Regions from separate parts of the Danio rerio genome. Here region 1 is linked to region 2. The links are chromatin contacts, called in public Micro-C maps. All regions are on one chromosome and are shown on one strand. The core of a region is the stretch at or near the end of the contact, and the rest is flanking DNA. Distances in the headings are between cores, read along the strand shown. Region 1 overlaps ccdc187 (coiled-coil domain containing 187). Region 2 holds the start of dvl1a (dishevelled segment polarity protein 1a).

Evidence for each region. Hi-C and Micro-C count contacts between places; a contact is called where the count stands out from the background.
Region 1: a contact with region 2 is called in a Micro-C map of caudal fin, with 6 times the contacts expected there. The contact joins the enhancer-like site here to the promoter of dvl1a in region 2. A contact is called at or near these places in 2 of 18 Hi-C or Micro-C datasets (caudal fin and hematopoietic stem cells).

Annotation. Positions count from the first base shown.
Region 1 is chr23:32,951,057-32,953,867 of GRCz12tu, reverse strand. It overlaps ccdc187 (coiled-coil domain containing 187), which reads left to right. Exons shown (of 13, transcript NM_001430812.1): 13 at 27-974. The coding sequence ends at 178. It also overlaps a transcript of tnfrsf9a not described here. Among named protein-coding and RNA genes, the nearest start is that of tnfrsf9a, 6.6 kb to the right of the region's middle. Within about 2 kb of position 1,492, at least 11 of the 62 cell types and tissues checked have an H3K27ac peak or open chromatin away from gene starts, as enhancers often do. A contact at or near this core is called in caudal fin, where this site is marked.
Region 2 is chr23:32,846,538-32,849,288 of GRCz12tu, reverse strand. dvl1a (dishevelled segment polarity protein 1a) reads right to left here and starts at 1,284. Exons shown (of 15, transcript XM_073939134.1): 1 at 874-1,284. The coding sequence starts at 1,043.

The DNA.
Region 1 (2,811 bases), core at 243-2,742, 100 kb before region 2:
ATAATCATGAGTTGTCTTGTATACAGGTCAAACTTCCCCACAGGCAGGCTCGTACAACCCATTGGATGAACCAACATTTGTTCCACCCACAAAACGACAGAGTGAAAAACTCGGACGAGTAAAGACCAAAGAGAAAAAAGAAAATGTGAAACAGAAAGAGAATTGCAAGCAGCAGTGATGCTGGACATGTGAAATGACCTGCATTAAATAAGTCATATATGCATGATATGCATGCTTGTCCCAACACTTGGGGATTTTCCAGTCTTCTGCTTTCACCAGTACTTGTTGGGATTCATTTGTAATAAACAAACTTGCAAAACAGGGGCACTCCAGATAATGCTGCTGTTACTAGCCAACATCTGTCATGCTGTATTTAGGTTTTCTGTTTCATTTTTGGTTTAGCAGCTGGCTAGAATGTCACCACAAAAGGGAAAGCTCCAATCTAACAGACAGTGCTGTTCAAAAAATGCATTCCTGTATGACTGGGAATATCAGAAATTATACTACGCTGAAGAAAAAGGAAGTTGACACACATTGTTGTCCAACATCCAAGCAGGCATTCTTTTACTATGGATTGTACTTTCCTCTTCTTGTATTCCAGGAACTACTTCAGCCTTAAAAAAAGTGTTATTTTCGTTTTTGTGTGTTGCCTTCAAGAACACGTGTGTTAGCTTCATGCTTTAAAATGTTTACTATTCTTAATATTATTACTGATAATATTTAGTAGTTTACAAGACCTGGAGTCTTGTTTCTCTTCTTCTGCCTCCTTTGTAGTGTACATCAGCATATTTTATATGCTTTACCAGGTTAGAGGAAATGAAACATTTTGTACTGATAAGTGCCATTTTTACACGTGTTTATTAGTGTCATTACATCAGTGTAAACAATGTGTTGTCAACAATCAGACCTTTAATGCTTGTATAAAGTAAAAAAAAAATCCTTGTACAGAAGATTAAAAAATCTATATAAATCCACTCATACTGTCAATATCCTTCTTTAGATTTAAGGAAACACATTTTGCATACTGTGTTGTGTGAATTTCCCAAATGCATGCAAATCTCAACGGGAAGCACCTTAACAAATTCCAGCAAATTCTCTTTCCACAAAATGAAACTTGAAAGGCTTAGTTTTTACGCTGTGCATGTGTTAGACATGCTCTTATAACAGGATTACCCTGTTAGGGTTTTACATGGTGACGCATTAAGTGACACATTCTTCAGAATGACCTTTTCAGACGCACTATTGCCACAGCTCTCGCCCACCAGCTGTTCCACCTAACCCTTACAGCTGTTATTTTTCAAACAGCGTGTCAAATCAATTATCACTATAAAGATATTTTTTTATTTTATTTTTTTGTGGATGCACCATGATTTAACTCAACATGTCAGCACTTGTTGTCAAGGTTTAGTAGGAAAACCAATCCAAGTGATTCATTGAAACCGCTTGATGTACTATAATCACACTAAAGGACATGTTAATGTTGCAGTCTTGTCACTAGGGAACTCCCGCTGAGTCACTCACCAACAGTGCATAATGATAAAGTTCAAGTTGCAATAGTAGATTAGAAGTGAATAGAATCTTTCAACTCGTCTTTAAGTGTTTATATTATTTGCAGAAGCAATACTCCCTTGAACTGGTTTTCTGACCTTAGCTTTCTGATAAGGTAAGCTAGAAATTTACACAAAAGGAAATTGTAGGAGATTCGCTGTCAGAGGATTTTGTCCCCAATAACCCGTTTAATGACCTGACTGTCTACTCTATGAACTCTGTCTTTACCTACAGGAATTCCCCAACACAGTTTTTCAGTGACCTCTGATGTTTTCTATAGTGATAAATATATATATACAATATACAGAACAGGTTTTGCTAAATAGTACAGTACCACAGTGTAGTTTGAATGTTTCTTATGAAATCACTGGATTACTGGTTTTTGCATGGTTAACCAAATGTGGGACACTTTGTTTTAAGGTTCAGTTCTCAGCGAAGTATTAACTATGACTTTTGCCTCAAATTCCTCATTTGCTGCTTATTAATAGTTATTAAGGTAGTAGGTGGGTTTAGGTATTGGTTAGGATTTAAGATTTTAAATTAGATCATGTACTTTTATAAGTACTAATAAGAAAACAGTTGCTTATTAACAGGAAGGTAGTAATAATTCTTTTAAACTACTCAACAAGAGACACTAGCTCATGTCAGTGTTATGTAATTAAGAGGAAATGTCAGTAGGAAATGTCAAACAAGTAGCGGAAACGTGATAACTTTTTTATTTTTTGTAAAAGAGATTTTCAGGGGTTTTTTTAAAGAGCACTTATGATGAAAATAATCTTTTAGAAGCTGTTTGGACAGAACTGTGTGTTGTAGGTACAGTATAGTGTGCCCACAGTCATATTGGGGTGATATAAAGACAATAAATCTCTTTTTAATTTCCTGGCATTAAAATAGGGTACTATTCCTGACGTTAAAATCTGTAGGGGTGCAGTTTGCCCGCCCACTGAATAAATAGACAGCCACATATTAACATGTCTCCGTAGTAACACGTATAATCAGATCAACAAGACAGGACGTGCTGAAGACAACCGGGATTAAAAGATCTGTTTAGCTCTTGGTGATCATCAGTCATCATCAAATGTAATCAAGAATGAGTTTCACAAGTTTAAAATGTTTTTAAAACAGTGCATGTATGTAATAAAGTAAGATAAAGTCGGTAAAATTGTTGTAATTCATCACTACAGCCGCATGTCAGTACAATTATAAAATAAGACGCTTTAATCCCGATTTGTGAACATTAAATCAGGTTTATTTTGTACATTA
Region 2 (2,751 bases), core at 35-2,534:
TAGAAGCTAATAAGCATCAGCAAGCATACAGTGAGACTTAGTTCCTGTTTAATAATTATTATTAATTACTAGCTCAATTTACAATATCATAACTGAAACTAGAAATTAAAAAAGATCCAATTTTGATTACTTACTAGTACAAGGTATCTGTGAAAATATTTTGCAGAAAGCAAAACAAAGTAAACAGGAAATCTTATGGGTCAAAAACATGCAGGCCTATATATCTATTCAACAGCATACGTTTCTCACTTGTAAATACGACTTCCTTAGTCTTTCGTGTGATCATAATTATGACACTTTCACGAAAGCTTGTTTCAGAACATTAAAAAAACCTTAAAACAGGTTATTCCTTATATAAATATTCATATTCTGAGATAGGAAGTCCTAATTTTATGTCACAAATTCAAATGTTTGAGATATACACTCACAATTGTCTTGTTTTGCCTCAGATTTGCCTACAATTTAAGAATTCGTATCACTCAAATATTGGGAGGAGGGGCAGATCTGTGAGATAAACCGTAAGTAACATTTTATTCAGGAAACAGGCATGCACCTATTTCCGACTCCACTTAAAGGAACATACATGTTGAATGGGCTTGCCACAGTGCTGGTGTCGGTGGGCTGTGAGTCGAGCACACGCACCCGCGCAAGAACGCGCACTTCAAAACACGGGTTCAAAGCAGGTGCCAGCAGCAACAATGCAACAATGTAGCAACGTCACAACGAACACCAAACGTTCCGAACGCGTTCCAGGTTTGACAGCGTCTATAAAGCATGTGACTGCCAAACTGCTGAGTCGATCATGGGTGTGATCGGGTTGTTCAATACTAACACACATTACAATACGAGCAAAATATAATTCTCCCTACTTACCCGAAATCCTGATCCATAGACTTGAAAAAGAATTTATAACTGTTGACCGGTCGGTTGTTGAGGACATTTTTAAAATCCGCCAACGTGACTTTTTCCGGAGAAACCGACAGCTTCACTAAATAAGGGGTTTCTTCTTCGTCGATATGGTATATAATTTTGGTCTCCGCCATGAGTAGGCTTATATGGGTAGGACAATCATTGACAGAAGAAGGAGCAAGGGTTGCAGCAGCGAGATACAAATAAATATATATGTAGACTACAAGTCGTCAAGTGTCATGTACGCGCTATAACGCGACATTGCTGGTTGCCGGTCTACGTAGGCAAACAAAAATCCCGGTGTCGGACGGCGCGAGTGGTTCCAGACATAATCGAAGCTTGCGCGTCTCTATCGCGGCGTCAATGTTTCTCTCTGATCGCCAGTAAAACAGGAAGGGACGGTTCACATCCCTACGACGAGCTGGAGTTCAGGAGAATTTACCGTTCCTGCTTTCTCGTAGAGGTAGACCTCCCTCTAGCGGCAGTCTGACTCCCAGACAGTCACTCGACTGAACCCATGTGGCTCAGACAACAGCTGTTAAAACACTGGAATTCATGAGTTCTTGCGTAAACACAAGACAAACGTTGGCAAAAAATTTATGTTTTTTTTCATTACAGATGCTGAACTTAAAGAAAGTTGAAGAAAATGTTCATCTGTTTCATGGTAAACTTGATTTAAATTAAGAAAAAAACACACTAAAATCAATTTTTAAAAAATCTGTCTGTCTATCTATTCACAAAGACTGTCTGTCTGTCCATCTATCTATTCACAAAAGACTGTCTGTCTGTCAATCTATCCATCTATCTATCTATCCATCTATATATCCATCTATCTGTCTGTCTGTCTGTCTATCTATCTATTTTTCTGTCTATTTTTGTCTATCATCTCTTTATCTATCTATCCGTCCCTACCAAAAGACTGTCTGTCTCTCTGTCTGTCTGTCTGTCACCTGTTAATAAATCTGTCACTTGTTCCATCTGTTGTATAAATCTGTCTCATCCTACCTTCCATCCATCCATTTTTGTGTTGTTGTTCTGTTTATTAATCTGACTGTCTCTCTGTCTGTCTCTGTCTTATGGTCTGGAAAGGAAAATGAAAGGACATTTGAAGTTTGAAAGAAAAAAAGAATATGTCACCATAGAGATATAAATAGTCAGAAAGACAAAAACAGTTGTATAGTTTGTATTGCTTTCAAGTTCTTATTAGGCTGTGGTTTCCAAACATGTTAAAATAATTTTTTTTCAATTGTGCAAACGTAGGTATTTTTACATTCCATTTGCCTTCATTTATTAAGGACTTGTGATGGACATAGCAATTCATAATTAAGTTGTAGTATAGTAAATGATTGCACACACAACAGTAAAGTTTTAAAGCAGCAATCGTAAATAGGAAAGCTTCATTAAATATTGAAAAACATATTCAATGTTGCAACCAAAATATTTCAGTTATATTTTATGCATATTGCTACAAACTCTACATTTAAAAAGGAACATAATAGAATTAAAATAAAAGTGACAATTAAATAAAACAGAGAGAAAATAAAGAACAATAAAACAACACAAAAGTACAATGTTCTTAAGTTGTTGTGCAAGCATGAATTTTTTGGGTAATTACATATCTTAACAGCAGAGGGCAGCTCGGTACTTTCACTTCATTAGTTATTAGGTGCTAAAGGAAAAAAAAAAAAACCCTTAAAGTAATCCAGACTCGAGTCAGGGTCAATTAAAAATAAAGCATTTCCTTACACACTTACTGTACTTGAGTATGCTGAAAGAGGTCCCAGATGTCATGAATTCAAACAAACACGTTTATGCCAAGAACACTCTTCCTTTTTGCACTTT